Linked DNA regions of Gossypium hirsutum: region 2 is linked to region 1. Evidence: chromatin contacts called from public Hi-C data. All regions are on one chromosome and are shown on one strand. The core of a region is the stretch at or near the end of the contact, and the rest is flanking DNA. Distances in the headings are between cores, read along the strand shown. Region 1 holds the start of LOC107946518 (putative disease resistance protein RGA3). Region 2 has its middle 8.6 kb from the start of LOC121224229.

Region 1 (2,767 bases), core at 196-2,695:
AGATTACGTTGAGTTAACCAAATTCATATTTTGCTCATATTTTATGATGTACAAGCATTTTCAAATTTCACATAAAGCAATTTGTGGTACAACCAATCATACCATGTTGTTGGGACCTAAGGATAACCCACATTTTGAAATTTTAAATTTTATTTAAAGTATAATGGTAAGATTATATATTTTTGCACTGAATTTTTCTAAAAATGTCAATTTTTAAAAAATTATCAGATTAAATCATTTTTTGAAAATTTATATGATTAGATCGATTTTACGAAAATACTTTCAGTTGATATGTAATAAAACACTTCCACCTAAAAGAAGTTTTGACGTATTTACAGAAAAACGCTTTCAGTTTTCTTGTGAAATAAAATTTATAAAATAGATCTTTAAATATACCCCAAATATCGTTTTACTTGTTTTCTTAAACAGTATGAGATATAAGTCTGTATAAACTCTTGTTCCATTTGCAGTTTGTTCATAAACAATGAGACTTAAGATCTGTATATATAATTGTGTTATAAATTTTATTTTCACAATAACCACACCAAAAAATTAAAAATATATATATTGGGGGTACAATTAATATTTGAAAGAAAAAAAAGTGGATAACATTCTAAAAGATGTTTGTTTCTGCAGAGAAAGTAGCGCCACAGTTTGTTTCATTTGAAGCAATTAATTTGATGGTTCAGGTTTTCTAGGCCTTAAAATGGCACCCTTCACAACAAGTCCGCTTTTCCAATGGCCCCCATGTTGATAGAAGTCAAAGCAAACTTCTCCAGTTTCATCATCTTCATTATCTGGTGTATGAAAACTGCCGACATTGAGCTCCATCCATTGCCCTCTAGGCTTCTGCAAGAGGCTAACTTGCCTTTCTTGGACAATTCCATTAGGGAGGGATAGTCTGAGCTTCACTGGGAGTTCCCAACCAGATGCCCCTTTTGTCAACTTTACTTCATACACAACTTCGTATAAAGTTGCAGGGGAAAGCTCTGATATTTTCAACTTCCCTCTCACATCCAGCCAACATACATGGCTTAATTTCGCTACTTCGATGTTTTCATCACTGCAAATCATGAATCAATGGATCACTGACACCAAAAAAAAAAATCCATGAAAAGAAGAAGAGACAAAAAAATAAAATCCAACCTTGTGTCTTTAAAACTGTTCCAGATCCAGTACTCACGGCCACCCCATGTCACGTAGAGTGACCTTGCGTACAACATGAAGCATTTTTTACCAGTCTTTGCATCTTCCCAGGTTTTCTGCATGATATCAAAATATTTTTTTTGTGAATTTTTTGTTAGATTGATAAGTTAAAGATTTGAAACATACCTTTGTCTTGTGATCCAGGAAGGCCTCCTCGTTCTTGTTCTTCTTCTTGTTCTTAAACATGTTCGTTGATTATGTTATGTACCCAGACAAAACCAAAGAGTTTACACACTCGTATAAGCTTTAATTTCCTGTATTGACTTCAATCCATTCTTTTTATCTTTTTATAGTGAAACCTGAAGAACAATGTACAGGAAATGAAAAGGATGAGAGAGAAAGCATTGCAATTTCCAAGAACATCAGATGAAATTTGCTGTAAGTTTCTTTTTCCATGGAAGCGCGTCAAAACAATAAATTTTGAGCCAGAAATAATAAGTTTTTCACTTTAACACTATTTCTCTCTTGACTTTTTGACTTTAAGACTATTTCTCTCTTTTTTCCTCCTTCTAGACGGTGGAACACGTATAGTGGAAGGCCAGTTCCAAGTCCTTTTTTGCCCTGTATATGGAAAACCAGTTCAATCCGTGTCGAAGAAACTAAGAAGAAGCTTCGGAGGTATCTCTACTGTCTGAACTTGATCTATATATAGACAGAATCAGGAAACAAAGGAAATCAAATCAATTAATTCATCCTGTTTCAAGTTCCAAATGAGTTGTCAATTTTAAGGTTTTTGTTGTTGTGTAATCTTCCTGTCGTGTCATTTAATTCCAACAGAGTTTCTCTTGCTGATGAGTTTCTGTGTAATTCTTCCATGCAGCACAGCAAAAAATTTAATATGAACGAAATGAAAATAACTTTTTTGTTCATTCTTGCAGGAGTTGCGATCAATAAGACTTAATTTCAACTAGTTATGGCTGAGATAGCTTCTATTTTTGTTAGTCCTATCGTGTCCAAGCTCACTGAAACTGTTGCAACCTTGATCAACGAAGAATTTGCTGCAATCAAGGGTTCTAAGAAGGAGCTGGAAAAGCTTTCAAGCAATCTAATCACCATTGCAGCTGTGCTTGAGGATGCAGAGAAGAAGCAGATGGATGCAGCCTGTGGTCGATCTTTGAAGGTGTGGCTCTCAAAGCTCAAAGATATTGCTTTTGATGTAGAGGACATATTAGACACTTTTGCAACGGAAGCTCACCTCTCCAAGGTACGCAGAATCCCATTTCGAATCCGTATGGCACCTGAAATCAAACAAATTTTAACAAAATTTGACTTGATTGCTGAAGAGAAGAGCAATTTCGGTCTCAGTGTAAGTACTGATGCTGCAAGGTCTGATTCCCAAAGTCAAAACCACTTTCCACTCACCAATTCCTTCGTAGACACAACCGATGTGTTAGGTAGGGATTCTGATAAAGATAAACTAATAGATCAGATGCTATCAAATGAAAGTGATAGTAGGGAAGGTGATGTTTCTGTCATTCCCATCACTGGGATGGGAGGCCTAGGCAAAACAACTCTTGCTCAACTCATCTTCAATAATGAACGAGTTAAGGAGCACTTTGAG
Region 2 (2,767 bases), core at 149-2,648, 200 kb before region 1:
TGATCCCCATATTTTTTCGTTTTAAGTAATTTAATTTTTTTTCTTTTATGTTCTTTAAACTTTCCTCTTTTTTTCCATTCTCTTTTGTTTCTCCCTCTGTTTTCTTACCTTTTCCATTTCTTTTAACATATTAGGAAGTCGAATTGGCAATGAAAAAAGTAGGAAGTCGACTGTCATCATTTGCCTATAACCAAAACCCATAAACCCATACCATGCTTCTTTTTTCACTACCAATTCGACTTCCTGGTATGTTAAAAGAAATAAAGAAGGTAGAAAAACAGAGGGAGAAGTAGAAGAGAATGAAAAAAAAAGAGAAAGAAAGTTAAAAGAACATAAAAGAATTAAATTGCTCAAAACGAAAAATTATGGGGACCAATGTATAATTTAACCTAAAGTTTTTGTTTGAAATGATGATTTAACGTGCCACGTCAGCTTACCATTACACCATTAACGACAATTAACGGCTTAGTGACTAAAATGTTACAACACGATAACATAAGTACTAAAATGTAACATTTCAAACATAAGTGTCTGAAATGTAACCTAAGGTAAACAAAAGTGATCATGGGTGTAATTTACCCAAAATTAAAATATCCTCAAATAACATAACTTGTTTTAAATATGGAGGGTCATTTTTTGTAATTTCCTAATTAAGTTGGACTTGTGACGACATCAACTCAATTAGGGATTTCATTAATAGTACAGATTATTAAACAACAAATCGGTTGAATTGGTAATCGGATCAATTGGACTGGTCAAACCGAGAACTGATGATATGATCGGTTGGACCATCGATCCGATTTTGAAAATATTGTTTTAAGGGTAACACTGCCGTCAACTGCTTTCTTGTTGCTACTGGTCAGCCACCATTTCAATCCGTAACAACCTTCCTCCGCCTTCAAGAGCCAATCAAGAGTACCCAAGATAAAAGTTAGAGATGAAAAGACGAAACCAAAAAATAAAATCTGAAGAAAAATGAGAGATGAAAAGTTTAGGCGGCAAGGAAATTAGGGAAAATAAAAAAAGAGAACAAGTGGAAGGAAGTAGGCTTTGTTTTCGGCCATGGGCCTAACCATATTGGTCCTTAACAGTAATTTATAAATTAAAAGATTGGTCCAAGTTATATTTTAAGTTAGTGTTTTTTTACTAAAGTGCTTTTTTTTAAATAATTTATTATTTTATATTATTAAACAGTAAATTGATTAAACTGATTGAATCGGTCAAATAAAAAATTGATGATCTAAATGGTTCGACCACTAATCCGGTTCTAAAAACATTGTATATGAAAAGAAGTGAGGAAAAAGTAGGGAAAAATGGTTGGCCAGCGTTGATCAGAAGCAGATTCGGGCCACCATTAGTAGTCCTAAGTTCAGTCCACAATTGCACGGGGCCATTTTTGTTTCTTCTATTTTGGATCTTTTAGCCCAAAATTCCATTGGGTAACGTTGCTATTCATTTAAGTATATTGTAAGTAATTGCTTTCAAAAAAGGGTATATTGTAAGTACACCCTTAAAAAAAGTATACAGGGTATACGAATTCTTCTAATTCCAAGAGTTTAGGACCAACCATTTTTTTTCGATTTTTGAATAAAAACCAATTTTAAAGGAGATCAAAATAGCTCTTAAACAGTGAAAAAATGGAACCATTGAAGCATTTAATGGGATATGTTAAAACCTTTTTTTGGGGGGGGGGGATTAAATTCTAAGAGAGAAAGAGGATTGATTTTTGGGACAGTAAAATGAAAAAGAAAAATTAGCTCTTGGAAAGAGGATTAATTCTCTACTATACAAATGGTTATAATTTTAGGTTGAAGGGTTTGACCGCGCAAAATTTTTTTTTTTTGTAAAATAAAGAAGATGAATACAATTAGTTGTAATAAAATGATAGGCCTCAGGCTTCATGGTTAAGTAGCTTAAATATTCAGCAACTTAAGATGAAAATCACATTAGAATATATATTAAATAGAGTAAAAGTTCAACAATAATGGTAGTAGCCCAATTGGTTCCCAATTGACCTAGGTTTGAATCTTTTTTTTTTTTTTTAATTTCATAATTTTGCCAAAGACACTCCAAAATATATCTATATAATTAAGTGTCAAAATTTAATAAGAAATGGGAAATACCCTAATGGTTAAGGCCCCCCTTAAATGACCAAGGTTTGAGCCGCTTCCTCCTCCCTTTTAATTTTAATTTCAAATTTCGGCAAAAACTTAGGAAAATTGTAGGTGAAGCCCCTAGGAATTGGCCCAATTCTTTCCTAATTAGGATTCATAACTTACCCTTCCTCAAAATCCCAATAGAATTAGAATTCTACCATCTTTTTATCTTCTTTTCCTAATTAGAATTTCAATTTGCCCCTTTAGAAATCTTGATAGAATTTGCCTTCCATTTTTCTATTTATTCTCTATTTGTTTTCTTTCCATTTTATTTACACCATTTTTTATCCTAATTGTTAATAATTATTTTTGCTTTCGATATCAAATCAATCCCTAATAAATTGATTCTCTATAGATTGTTGAATTTATCGTTAATAGCCTATGTAATTCCATCAAGTTCGTTAAATGCATCTCGATCTTAAGTGTAGGACCCAAATTTCATAGCATTTCTATCCGATATTGATCTTTCAAATCAATTAGTCGATCTTTCGCAATTCTTGACGAATCTTTCATTAATATCGTTGAATCTTGATAAATCTTAAAAAACAAACCCTAACCCGTGTACAAATATCGTTTGAAGGACCCGTTACAAATGCATCGGACCAGATTTG

What was found. Hi-C and Micro-C count contacts between places; a contact is called where the count stands out from the background.
Region 2: a Hi-C map of leaf shows a contact between it and region 1, with 2.2 times the contacts expected there. The contact joins the enhancer-like site here to the promoter of LOC107946518 in region 1. A contact is called at or near these places in 3 of 34 Hi-C or Micro-C datasets (all in leaf).

The regions. Positions count from the first base shown.
Region 1 is chrD12:52,842,400-52,845,166 of Gossypium_hirsutum_v2.1, reverse strand. LOC107946518 (putative disease resistance protein RGA3) reads left to right here and starts at 1,445. Exons shown (of 4, transcript XM_041107088.1): 1 at 1,445-1,584; 2 at 1,720-1,824; 3 at 2,085-2,767. The coding sequence starts at 2,120. LOC107946519 (lectin) reads right to left here and starts at 1,475. Exons shown (of 3, transcript XM_016880892.2): 1 at 1,333-1,475; 2 at 1,147-1,262; 3 at 500-1,063. The coding sequence starts at 1,392. The coding sequence ends at 673.
Region 2 is chrD12:53,046,687-53,049,453 of Gossypium_hirsutum_v2.1, reverse strand. No RefSeq gene overlaps it. Among protein-coding and RNA genes, the nearest start is that of LOC121224229, 8.6 kb to the left of the region's middle. Within about 2 kb of position 1,398, at least 2 of the 9 cell types and tissues checked have an H3K27ac peak or open chromatin away from gene starts, as enhancers often do. A contact at or near this core is called in leaf, where this site is marked.